2 separate regions of the Gossypium hirsutum genome follow, and region 2 is linked to region 1. Evidence: chromatin contacts called from public Hi-C data. All regions are on one chromosome and are shown on one strand. The core of a region is the stretch at or near the end of the contact, and the rest is flanking DNA. Distances in the headings are between cores, read along the strand shown.

Evidence for each region. Hi-C and Micro-C count contacts between places; a contact is called where the count stands out from the background.
Region 2: a contact with region 1 is called in a Hi-C map of leaf, with 2.3 times the contacts expected there. The contact joins the promoter of LOC107951387 here to the promoter of LOC107951320 in region 1. A contact is called at or near these places in 2 of 34 Hi-C or Micro-C datasets (callus and leaf).

What each region holds. Positions count from the first base shown.
Region 1 is chrA02:40,774,318-40,781,613 of Gossypium_hirsutum_v2.1, reverse strand. LOC107951320 (U3 snoRNP-associated protein-like EMB2271) reads left to right here and starts at 2,289. Exons shown (of 7, transcript XM_016886322.2): 1 at 2,289-2,903; 2 at 3,026-3,368; 3 at 3,591-3,815; 4 at 4,114-4,342; 5 at 4,897-5,075; 6 at 6,908-6,973. The coding sequence starts at 2,479. LOC107951321 (a long non-coding RNA gene) reads left to right here. Exons shown (of 3, transcript XR_001698397.2): 3 at 723-1,067.
Region 2 is chrA02:41,461,247-41,467,833 of Gossypium_hirsutum_v2.1, reverse strand. It overlaps LOC107951387 (trihelix transcription factor GTL1), which reads right to left and starts at 4,870. Exons shown (of 3, transcript XM_016886435.2): 1 at 3,771-4,870; 2 at 1,794-3,342; 3 at 851-1,693. The coding sequence starts at 4,153. The coding sequence ends at 1,640.

The DNA.
Region 1 (7,296 bases), core at 1,040-3,539:
ATCGATGCTTACCCACTTCTAGTATAAGAACAATGATTCATTCCCAGAATCCAGCTTTTGCTTTTTACCTCACTTTTCAAGTCGTTTTTTTCCCATTTTTTGAATGACATGTTAACCAAAACAAAAATATTTGTTTGTATGATTAAAGGAAATTTTTATAAGTTGATAGTCAATTGTTTGTATGATTTGACTCTGAGATTGCAGCCAATGTGAGTTGGTTTTTTTAATCATTGATGATTTGTATTGATAGCATTTGACTTGAAGAGGCTTTGTTTATTTTGTGTGCATCATTAATGGAATTAATACGTCAATTTTAGCCCAATGGTTGGCATCAATATATACTGTTTGTTTTTGAGATGTTTCGTTATCTACCTATCATTTGTTTTTGCAAATGTTTTTAATATTTGGGATTTATATTTTATTTGGTTTCCCTTGTGGATTAGACATGATATTCTTTCCTGAATTTTTTTAATTCAAAATAGGGTTATATGCTTACGAGAATTACTCTTCTTTAGCATCGTGTTTTCAACATTGACTCAATTTTAGTTCATACATGTATATTTTGTAAATATATTATTGCTATTAATAGTAAGGGTTGCTGTTGTTGTATACTATTATGGTTTGTGTGTTAAATGTGTATCCTTTTGAAATAATGGAATGGAATGGTTAAATGTGTTAAATGTATATCCTCTTGAAATAATGGAATGATTTGTATGTTTTAGCTAAAGGAGTGGTTGAAGGTAGCAACAAGAAGGGGAAAGATATCGCGCGTTGAGCAAATCCCAAACCATCTAACGCAAATGCTCATTTTCTTTAGTTTACCTTCTTCTGTGCGATTGGAATGGGTCAGAAGATTTCTTGTTGACCATTAAAAATCATGGTTGTATTGATGATATTTTGGTAAGTTTTTGTGTTTGTAATATTTGGATGATATAATGACATGATAGAATTTAACATATGGATTATGACATATAAGCTAATGAAATCATGGAAAATTTTGTTAATATATGAATATTATATTTGGATATGAAATATAATTCTCAAGTTATTTATTACTTCTAATGTTTTATTTTTTATTGTAGAATAATTAAATTATTTGTTTCACTAATGATATTTTAGCACATTAAATATGTAATGCAGTTTAAAAACAATAAAATAGATTATATATTATTTTAACAATATTATATATTATGATTTTTTAATTCATATAATATAATAATTATATTAAGAATGTTATTAAATTGTATATTATTTTATTAAATTATATGTAATAATAATTATGTTAAAATATGATAAAATTATTTATTATTATTTTTAATAAAAATATATTAAACAATAATTTTATTAAAATTTAATAACAACAATAATTATCTACATAAAAAAATTTTGCTAAGGGTGCTTTGGTCATTTAAGTCTTTTTCCTTATACTATTACAACATCTATTCTATTCAATCAAAAAAAAAAATACTATTACAGTTCTATTTTAGTCCATTCAACCAAACAATTGAATTATTAATTACAAATCTATTCATTAGAGCTCTATTCAATTATAGCTTTATTCTATTACAGTGAATCAAACGTACCTTTACGAGTATTAAGTTTTAATAAGTATTTAGGTTTAAGGTCTGAATTTAGGTTTGGGTATGTAATTGGGTTATGGGCTTTTGGCCTTATAGATTATGATTTATCCGTGTTATTTGATTTAAAATGTCAAAATCGAAAATCAATCGAATAAACAAATTATACTGAACATAAAAATCAGTTAAATTAAAAAACCGAAAAAATTCAATATTTTTGTTCAATTCACTTTGATTTTTCGGTTTAGAATTTTTTTTCCACACCCATAATTATGGGTAATTTTATGCTTTGTATAAAAAATAATTATAATTAGGAATAAATATTAAAATTACCATGAACTTTATTTTAATGTTCAATGTTATATCTAAATTTTTAATTTGTGGAATTTTATATATGAAAATATTATTGACATAATACTAATTTATGTTCATATATTACAAACAAAAACAAATATATTAATAAGAGAATAAATATGCTTTGACGCACTAGAACTTATATATTTCAGTATTGATAATAATGTCAATATCAATTGAACTAAGACTTAATCAATAATAAATATATTTATTTCTTTAAATGTATACAATTAAACTAAAAATTAAAAGTCTAATCCATATATGGAAACAGGATATAGATAACTGCATCAAATTGAATTTCTTGTATTAAATTTCACATTAAAACTATATATATAATTTTATATTTATCTATAAATTATATTTATCTATCTATTATTATTAATCGCAACAGAGACCCGAGCCGTATTTAGATCGCATCACATAAGTACATAATATCAGCTTTCTTATAGAAAAACCCTAGTCTTAAACCCGTCGGTTCTCGTCTCCTTTGCATTTTGAAGAAACACTTCATTTATTTAGCTGTTTCTTCATCTCTGATTGTTGAACTATGAAGAGCAAGAATGAGAAGAAGCGGGGGACGTCGGCCACAAAAGGATGCCCAAAAGGGAAGAAATTTTCGCTGAAAAATGATCCCTTTTTCGAGACGGAGAGTAAGAAGCGGCGGAAAATGGACTACGAGGATGATGACATTGAGTCAGGTGGTTCTGAAGAGGAGGCGGAGATTCAGGGGGCTTCTGACGGAAACGGCGGAGAGGATGAGAATGAGATTGAGGAGACTCCTGGTGAGATTCGGAAAAGAGTGGCGACGGAGCTTTTGGATAAGATGAGGGCAATAGCAAGGAAGGAGAAAGAGGGCAGGGATGGGGACGAGGAAGTGGAAGAAGAAGAGGCTAGGGATTCGCTTGTGGCCAAGATTTTGCAGCAAGAACAGCTTGAGGAGAGTGGCAGGATTAAGAGAGTCGTTGCTTCCAGGTAAAAACAATTTTTTTCTATGTTTAAAACGTCTAATCACTGTTCTAGTTTTGGAATATCGTAGGAGCACTTTTGCTTTGTTATTGAGAGATTGCTTACATTGTTGAATGTACTCAACTCAGGCTTAAAAAGCCAGAAACTGCTGATGGATTTAGAGTCATGGTGAAGCATCGTCACACTGTTACTGCTGTAGCTTTATCTGATGATGACTTGAAGGGCTTCTCAGCTTCCAAAGACGGTACTATTTTACAGTGGGATGTAGAAAGTGGGAAGACAGAAAGGTACCAATGGCCTAGTGAAGATATTCTTAAAAGTCATGGGGCCAAGGATCCAAGGGGTCGCCTTAAAAAGCACAGTAAAAGTGTATTAGCCTTGGCTGTTAGTTCAGATGGCCGGTATTTGGCTAGTGGAGGCTTAGACCGCCATGTTCATCTATGGGATATTCGTACAAGAGAGCATTTACAGGTAGTTCCGCCTTACTTATCAAACTTAGCAGATATACTAGATGATATTGACATATTGTATACCTTATTTTTGGAAAAAGCCCAAAAGTAGAAGGAAAAAGACAACATATTTCTGTTTTTAGTTTAGTCAGTAATATGTAATCTCACCAACTTAACCCATTCCTGTTTTTCAATGATGAAGTGTACAGTTTTCTCAATTTGGCCTTTCATATGTTCTCAACAGGCATTCTCAGGTCATCAAAAGCCTGTGTCATGTTTAAGTTTTAGGCAAGGTACTACAGATCTTTTTTCTGGATCGTTTGATCGAACAATCAAGTATTGGAACATGGAAGACCGAGCTTACATTGACACAATATGTGGTCATGAAAGTGAAGTGTTGACCCTTGATTGCCTAAGGAAAGAACGAGTATTGACAGTTGGCCGTGATCGATGTATGATGTTGTTTAAGGTAAACATGATGTAGAAGTTTTAGTTCATCATCCAAGTAGACAATCATGGACGAAAAAATAACAATGTGATGTGGAGTAATGCTTCTGATAGAAGTTCACTTGTGTTCACTGTACAATCAAAATTGTTGGATATCTTCTAATATGCACCCCCTACGACCCTTCCACCCCCTATATTCTGAGCATATTATTGAACTGCTAGTAGAATTTGTTTCATTGAACTGTAGGCTAGGTGGATACTGGGATATTGCTTTTGTTCTCCATATCTGATAAGCATCCCTTTTGAACCATGCTGACTAGGTTCTCGACCAGTCTCGATTGGTTTTTCGTCCCCCACCAACATCTTTGGAGTGCTGCTGCTTTATTAACAATGATGAATTCTTATCTGGCTCGGACGATGGAAGTATTCAACTTTGGAACGTATTAAGAAAGAAACCTGTATATATTGTGAAGAATGCTCATGCTCTGCTGCCTGCTGGCCAAAATGTTGAACAAAAAGGCTGTGAAAATATCCCTGATAATTGTTTAGGTAATCACAAATATTTCAATTAACCCTGTTTTTCATGTGTCTTAAGCCCAACCCGGCCACCCTAGATACACCTTTTATCATTTAAATACTTAAAAATATTTTAAATGAATGAAGGTCTTTGTTTAGACTTTGGTCTATGTATTTGATTTATGTTCGTAGTTTAGTTGGATTTTGTTTGGCAACCCCCCCCCCAAAAAAAAAAAATCAAATGAACTTTTAATCATTTTTATATATTAGACTTAGTTTAAAACAAAACATCTGATTTGTTTAAAAATGTGATAACTTTACGATGGAATCAAGCTTAAAGTATCTTAGGCTGAGCCTTGCCTGAAGTAGCACTACCTCTGGATACCTCTTTCATTGTGTTTTGCTCCTTAAAAGATTCTTTCTGTTTTTCAATTTTTTTTTAATTTACTTTATCAAAGTGCTGGTATGATATTGTTTTGACTCAAAAAGGAAAAGCCAAATTGTCCAGGTTTTAAATATAATTTTAACTTCTCCATACAGCTTGCTAGCCACTGTCGTTTAACTTGTTTCATGCCTACACTCTGCAGAAAATGGTGATCACAAAATTGAGGGCTATAATTTTTCATCAACATATTCATGGGTTAGTTCAATCAGTGTATGTCGAGGCAGTGACCTTGCTGCATCAGGAGCTGGTAATGGTTGTGTTCGATTATGGGCCATTGAGACTGGCAGAAAAGATATCCAGCCTTTATATGACGTTCCATTGGTAAGTTAAAGACACCTACTCAATACATTGGTTAACAGTTTACTACTGCTTTATACTGCACTTTTAGGCTTTTGAATTATCCATTTGGGCTGGATCTTTTGCAAATACCTAATAGAAGACACTGAAATAATTAACATTTTCAACATTTTATTTTCACTCTACTCAAACATGTCTTTGGGAAATACTAGTATTTGTTATTACATAAGATGCATGTGAATGATTTTTAAATAATAGACCCATTAAAAGAAAGTCTTTTAATGGAAATTAAATCTTGTAGGTTAGATAAATTTTATTTATAATGAAAATTTAAAATAGAAATATAGTGAATAACAATGACCATTTTATGTCAATTCAAAAGTTCTCAACATTAGTAATGACTAGTATTTCTTCAGTGCTTTTAGCATTGAGGATTGATTTCATATCCAAAAAATTGGGGTTATGGAAGAATTTGCTTTAGATGTCTTGATTAGATGCTTCATACAAGATGAGTTTTAAGGGTGTGCTTGTTTGAGTGAAAAATGTAGAAGGATAGAAAGAGGAGAGTAGAGAAGTGGAAAGAAAATAAATTTTAGGTGTGCTTGGTTGGAAACCAAAGTGAGGAAAGAAAATATTAAAGATGACCATTTTCAATCCTAATGTGTAAAACCAAATCATTCCAAATTGGAATGATAAGAGTGAAAATGAGAGATATCATTCCAATCTAAATTGGAATGATAAGAGTGAAAATGAGAGATATGTTAGTTCAGTGTGCATAAACTAATGCAATTTCTAAAATATTCATTTTCTTTCCTTTGATTTTTCAACTCCACCAGGCAGGGGATGGAAAAAAAATAAATTACTTCCATTTTACGTCTTTTCCATCAAGCATACTAATGTCAAGAAAATATATTTTTTTCACGTTTCTACTTTTTTGCTCCTTTTGTAGCTTTCGATTTTCTTTCCATCCAACCCAGCAGAAATTGAATTAGAAAAGTGGGAGGATAGAGAACATATATATATTTCCATTAGCATGCTTGGAGAACATATATATATTTCCATTAGCATGCTTGGTAAGAAAAAAAGTGAACAGAAACGAATAATTTTGTTTACACCAATTGCTTGGTATGATTTAAAAACGAAGGAAAAAAGTAGGTTTTATCATTATATGCTTTGTAGTTAAGATGAAAACATAAAATTGGAAATGGATAATCTTATAAATATACACAATTTTCTCACACCACTTGTATTTTCCTTTCATTTTATCTTTCCAATATGGATGATTTGTTTTTGTTAATAGGTAAGGGAAATGATTATTTTTGTTATTTTCTTTCTCACTTTTCTTTTTTATCAAGAGCACTCAAAATCATTTCTTTCCTCTTCTACCCCCCTCACACTTTTCCAATTGATTGTTAATTCCTAGTTATAGTTTCATTCCTTCATGGTGCTGGAATTGATCTGTGATTAAGCCATTTAACTTTAACACTTATCTGATAATAATGTATACATTTAAAACAATTAATCCATCAATTAAATCTTGTTTGACTTCCTCTGAGCTGGCTATAATGTACACCTAGTGCAAAAAGCTCAAGTAAAAGTTGACTGAGAGGTGACACTTTTTGGCCTTTCTAGCTTGTAGTCTAAGGCTAAGTAATCACTTCTATTAAACCTACATCACAATAATGAGTAGCATACGGTTGAGAAAGGTGGAAAATACTGGTTAATTCTATTGAGTCTTATGTGATAATTTTTGCTTTTCTCTTGCTATTGAGGTTGAGTCCAAATGGTTGTCCCCTTATTTCAAATAACCTTTCTTCTCATTTTTGTTACTTACCAAAACCCTTTCCATGATACAGATGGGATTTGTTAATTCCCTGGCTTTTGCGAAATCTGGACAGTTCCTAGTTGCGGGAGTTGGGCAGGTGACGTATTTCTCCTTAACAATATCTGGACAAATCTATTTTTTTTTTTTTTGGAACTTGGGATGAGGTTTGTGAATATTAACTTAAATCTTATCTTACATGAACTGAATTAGAAACAAAATATCATAATATAATTGTATCCTTCTGTGTTGATTCTGTGGTGGCCTCTGATTTAAGAAATTATTCCTAGAAAGGCATCCGCATCTTTCTGGGAACAACAGTATCTTTCAATTAATTAATGGTTTGGTGCCTTGTCTTATGTGTAATATGTGCATACATTGAGAATTCCCCAAATTTTACATTTGTTTGTTTGTTATTTATAT
Region 2 (6,587 bases), core at 3,621-6,120, 680 kb before region 1:
ACATAAGTGACTAAAATGTAACTTGAGGTAAACAAAAGTGACTATTTTGATAGTTAACCCTTCTTTAAATATTAAATTAAGTTAACCTCTTCGCCCAATGGCAAGAGCATTATGTTGTAGGCATGAGATAACCTCTTCGCCCAATGGCAAGAGCATTATGTTATATGCATGAGGGCCTAGGTTTAATCCCAAGCAGCCCTATTCCCCTCCCCCAATTATTAAAAAAAAAATTGAGTTAATTTCATCTATCAACCTACAATTGTGAAATGCATAAAAAACCATTTTTTAACAAAATAAGTTATATTATTATGAGGTATTCTTTTTCATAAATTTTTTATATAAAATTAAGGAAAACTCACACATAATGATATTTTAACTTAAAACAATAGTTCGAATAGTTCAATAACTATTTTGTAACTTTTTAAGTTTGAGTAACCAAACATGAACTTGCTAATAGTTTAGTGACCGTGAATGTAATTTACCCTATATATATATTAGTTTTGCCCGTTTAAACTCTATATTTGGTCACCAATATGTAAAAATTGAAACATCTAAAAATCCAAAATAGTCGGATGATAAAAAAGATAAAATTAAATAATTTACCCACATTATAAAGGGGAATACAGATAGATACGTTCAAAATTACAGATTCAACACTAAACAATTGAAAAATGGAAAGAAATATGGGTTTAACAGTAAAATCAAACAGCACAAAATACACGGGAAAATTATTATCGCAAATGGCAACCATAATCACATAACTCAAGCTCATGGAATAACACACAACCGTAATAATAATATAACAAATGGAAGAAAAAGGAGGGAGAAAGGGAATTTGATGACCACAAAGTTAAAAACAGGAAAGAACCATTAACATCTAAGTGCGCATTACACAGTTGACAAAGATGATCACAAAAAAATGGAAATTTGCAAAAAAAGGATGGAAACTTGTCATGATTTTGTTTTTCATTTCCATTTCTTCATTGAAACCAAGCATGCAAGAGAAAAAAAATAAAAACTGATGAACAAGGAAAAACTTATGAAATGTAAAATAAATTAGCATGTGCTTCTCCTACTTACACGAAATTACAATAACTTGGTCACTGACTGATCTTCTATTCTCTTCCTTTCTATGGTACTTTTGATGGTTTTTTTTTTTTTTATATTGATGTTGCTGGTATACCAAACCTAAGCTTATTTTCATCTGCTTCAATTCAATCTATCTTCTCGTTTCCTTTTTGAAACGAAATTCCTTTATTCACCAACAAATCAAAGAACTGAAAATTATGATAAGATATAAATGCAAGTGGGATGGGACTGCATGACTTCCAAGAAGTCTGTTTCAGACTTTCAGTATCAGCAAGGCTTTTTTGAAGAAAGAAGGAAAAAAAAAACAATGACAAAGATGATCATGATACTGAAATTATTGAAAGGCTGACGGAAGGACTGAGAAGTTGAAGTAGGAGAGAAACAAAACTTGTGCAGAGATAAGTACATAGGGTACAGTTTCAATGATGGAGCTGCCTGACATGGGCAAAAGTATCCCTCTCTCGTTCTCTTCATGGTCCATATATATTCTCACTATAAGGTTAGTCAACCTTATAGATCATAGCCATTAGCCATCCACTGCATGTTGTTGCTATTGCATTTGCATCTCTTGCTCCTCCATCAGCTTCCTCACAATATCTTCTGACTAAAATAATCATATGAACTGGTTTTATGATTATCCAAATGCAAAAAGGGGAAATTGAAAATATGGTGACGAGTAAAAAAAGACAAGAACATAAATTTACCTTCTTGGTGGCTCTACCGTTTCCTTTTCCAAAGAGACTCCCAGGTGAATTTTCTTTGCTTGTCAGTACATCAATAGTGGTTCCAGTTTTATTTTCAGATTGATCATGACTAGGCTGTGGTGCTTCCATAGGAGGATCTTGATGCTGTTGTGATGTTTCTCCTTCAAGCCTATTCTGGTCACTGAAGCTACTGGAACCACTTCCAAGTATTTTCTTACGGTAAAGGGCATCGAGTTGATGAAAATATGGGCAGGTTTTGGCATCCTCGGGGCGTTTCTTGTTACTTTCTTTGACCTTTTTGAAGTATTTGTTGATGTTCTCCCATTTTTCCTTGCATCGTTTGGCGCTTCTTTTATAGCCCATCCTGCTCATACCAACGGAGATTTCTTCCCAAAGAGGACCCTTGGGCCCAGCCTCTTGATATCTGGTTTCAAGCCCACTTCTTAGGTTTATAAGTGCTAGAACCTCGGCTTTAGGCCATCTAGACGATGCAGGCTCAATGCCCTCGCTCCCACCAATTTCCTGTGGTGGCACCTTTTGCTCCGGGATAGGCATTATCACTTCCGAAGGTATAGGCTCCTGTTGTTGATTATGCTTCACAAGAAGTTGGGTATTTTGAGCTTGTTGCTGCTGTTGATGGTGCAAATGTGACTTTTGCTGCGGTAACGATGGTGGATGATGTAATGGTGGAGCCGCTGTAGGAATTGGAGTCGGTGGTTGAACAACTGGTGTGGCTGGTTGTGTCAGCGGAGGTGGAACCGAGGGGATAGTACTAACAGTTGTGGGTAACTGAATGGTCTGACCAGTAATCTTCTGCAAAAAGGAAATAATGAAAGCATCCCTAGAAGAAGCAATGGCTCGTTCTTGAGCTATAAGTTCATGTTCGCGGGCCAATCTTGCCATCTCTTGTCTTTTCCAAGCTTCTTCTCTAATCATCCTATCTTGCTCTCTCTTCTCTATGGATTCTAAAAACGTTTGCTGCAACGCTTCTTGTTTCTGCATCACCTGTTTCATTAAACCCTCAAAGAACTCCATCATCCTCTTCCTGCTACTACTACTACCACCCTCTCTTGACGACGACTGCCTTTTACGTTTACGACTAGTGCCACCCATGTCCGTCGACGGTTCCCTCCAGATTTCATCTTCATCTTCAAAGCCCTGAGAAGAGGAAGAGCTATTAGAAGAGAAGCTGATTCCAAATGGAGTGGCAGGAGGAGGTGGTGGAGCGGATCCAGGCATGGGTAACATAGACGAGGACATTGGGATAGCAGTTGTAGTAGGTGGAATCCTGACGGAAGAGATGGGCATAGGGATTCCAATCGAAATGGGAGCCACGTCGAGGCTGGCGGAGGTGGCTGGCGTGATGGGTGGTTTTGACAGAGTGGCAGAAGTTGTATTGAGAGCCTCTAGCTCGCTGAAAAACTTGTAACTCTTACCATCTTGACGCCCACCTCGACCATCTTTCGTCCGCTTGTAGTACTTGTGGACGTTCTCGAATTTTTCCTTGCACTTTTTGGCACTCCTTTTGTAACCAAGTTCCGCTAACTTCCTGCCAAACCCAGCCCCTTGTTTACTCACATAACACATAATCAAACTCTTCTTTTAAAATTAAAAGGAATTTCTCTCGGGATTTTCAAATTCTGGGTTGCTAATTTCAAAAGACGTGAATAATACTACTAGTGGTAAGTAAAAAAATAAAGAGGAATATATATACATATACATATAATATAAAAATGGAAAAGATTGGATTGGTTAGAGTTCATGCAGCGGATCTGGGCCTTTTCAGCCTTTACTTATTCTTTAATTAATTATAAAAAGAAAAATGAAGATGCCCCAGCTCGTGAATTGTGATGGAAACAGATAGAAACCATGTGCTTATGGAGAGAAATGCATTCAGGAAATGATTATAAAATTTTTTACTGGAATTTGCTGTAATTTTATTATTTAAGGAACTGAAATTGGGTTTGTTTGATTTACCTGGAAACATCTTCCCAAAGAGGGCCTTTGACGGTGGCATCACGAAAAATACCATCCATATCTGATCTAATCTTCAGAAGTGCAAGAGTCTCTTGACGGGGCCACCTATTGCCACTTGCAACTCCACCAGCTCCCCCTCCTACGCAGCCGTGGTCGTCACCTAGTCGATCCCCTTCATCTCCTTCCTCGGCTAACCTCATCATCAATTCATCGGGATTCCCAATGGCAGCAGCTGGTGGCCTGTAACTTATAGGAGATGCCTCTTCCAACTGCTCCGACTGTTCGCTCACCATGTGACTGCTACTCGTTGCATCAGTCGTTGGACCACCACCCATCTCCCCATATTGAGATTGATGCCCTCCGCTGCCGCCGCCTTGCTGCATCTACTTGGAAATCTGTTTTGTTTTATTTTTCTCCCACCAATAATAATCTTTCATATCCTATGAATGTTGCATGAAGATTGTTCCACTTCCATTTGTTCTTATAAATACCATACACAACAATTCACTTCAATTCACTCACTCACTGTGTTTGCTCTTTCTCCGCCCTCCTCCCCCACACAGCTTCGATGCGAGAGGGGGGAGCCGCTCCGGTGATCGACACGTTGTAATGGGGTCTAACCCAGTTAACCAAAAAAATAAAAACAGAGAAAGTTGGGTGAGAAATTGGACGATGTTAAATAGATAAGATCGAAGAGAGAAGAGTTAGTGGTGACCTCTTCGAGAAGTAAAAAAAGAAAAGGGAGGGAGGTGAGCTAGCAGCAGTAAAGAAGAAAGAGAGGAAGAGGAGGAGGAAAGGGTATAATCATAATCAACTGCGCCTATCGATCTGAAGAAAAATAATAATAAAGGACAGAATAAAGAAGAAAGAGAGAGAGAGAGAGAGAACAAATGAATGGAGATGACGATTACGAGGATGATGATGATTAAGAGAGAGAGAGAGAGAGAGAGAGAAATAAAGAGGGGGGGGGGAGGGAGGTGGGGGGGAAATGAAAATGAAGATGAAACTGAAATCATAGAAATGATAAAACAAAAACAAAGGGAGGTATAGATGATGCTTTGTTGTCAGGAGCTTTGTCACTTTGCAGCTAATAATTGTTAAACCCACTTTTGCCTCCTTACATTTCTTCTTATTCAATTATTCCCTCTTTTTTCCCCTTTTAAACAATTTAATTACGCTCTCAATTATATATTTATATATATGAAATTTAATTTATAATTAAATATAAATTTAATTTTATATTATTTAATTTAATAATTGGAATTCAATTAAATTGAATTTTATACATGATTAATATTACTCAAGCATAAAATATTAAATAAGTGAATAAAAATATTAAATCTAAATTTATAAGATTTTGTATTCTAAATTTGAGTTGTAAAGTTCTTCACTACCATTTTAAAGAAGTATACTTTTTTCGTAATTCGTAATTCAATTTGACAAGTTATTTCTGAAGATGTTATCTATTGAATTTCAATTAATAAACCAAAAGTGTAAAAAAAATAACTTTTTAGAATTAAAAGTAAAACGATTAAATTTTAAATTTAAAAAAATATAGGGGCCAACACTATAATTAGACCAAAATAAAAAGGGGGCAAAAAAGCTATATCTCAAGTCTGAAAGTCGAGTGTTAGGAATTTCAAATAATAAAAAGAAATCTAGTGCCAAAGCCTAATCATTTCTCTCTGCCGCTCCAATTATGTCCTTTTGAAATTGACCTAAATCTAACTCTCTCTTCTTCTTCTTTTTTAGTTAATCTCTAATTATTATTATTATTATTATTATTATTATTATTATTATTTTGTGAAATTCTAATTGGGTGTTTTAACGGGGAAAGTATAGAGAAAGAAGAAATTAGAATAAAATACGTAGGTTTGAAACAAGCAATTAATTGAGGCTTTACATTACCTTTGGTAATACAAGCATGCACGTAGACGTTGGCTACTTAATTGTGTGTTTTACAATTAAAGAAAAAAAGGAAGGAATTTAAATCCCATACTCTACCAGACCTTTTAAAGGCTTAAACCATAGTTAAAGCAATTAAGCAAACAAGTGCCCCCCTTGTGTTGTCACTTTGATATGACTTTGTTTAAACGAACTTGTCGGCCCCCCCTTTCTAAGTTCCATGTGCATTGGGGACCTTTACTTTTGTTTTTATTATTATTATTATTATTATCATTTTGAAACAATTATGTAATCAATTTTAATATATTTTAAATGTTAATATGAAATAGTAAAATTGAGACAGCAAACATCTTGGCTTCAATCTCCATTATAGGCTTATAATTTATTACGTTTATCAAAATATAAAAAAATATGAATATCCTCAAAACAATAGTTTTTATTTTGTAAAATAAATGAATTTTGGATAAATTCACATCAGAGTTACAGATTAGAAAGTTGAGACTAGGTTGATAAATGATACTAAATTTGATCCTGAGTCAAATGATGTAGAATTTTGTTCAAACCCAACCCATATTAAAAATATTAAATTTGTACCCGACCTAGCTCGATCATAATAAATTTTTTAGATAATTATTTATATAAAAATATAATGTATTAAATACACTAAATATATTAAAATAAATTTTTTTAACAAATTAAAAATAATTAAAAAGAACAACATGTGATTCGAGCAAAAATAACTAATTGAGGTTCAACCATTTAGAAAGTGAGCCTTATTTTTTGCCTAAACCCTCTCACTTTTCAGGCGAACTTTCAGGCCTAGATAAGTGGCCCAACTCATGATCATATCTAGGTGACACCAACTTAATCAAAAGCATTATATCTATCTCAAAATCAACTCAATTAAAAAAT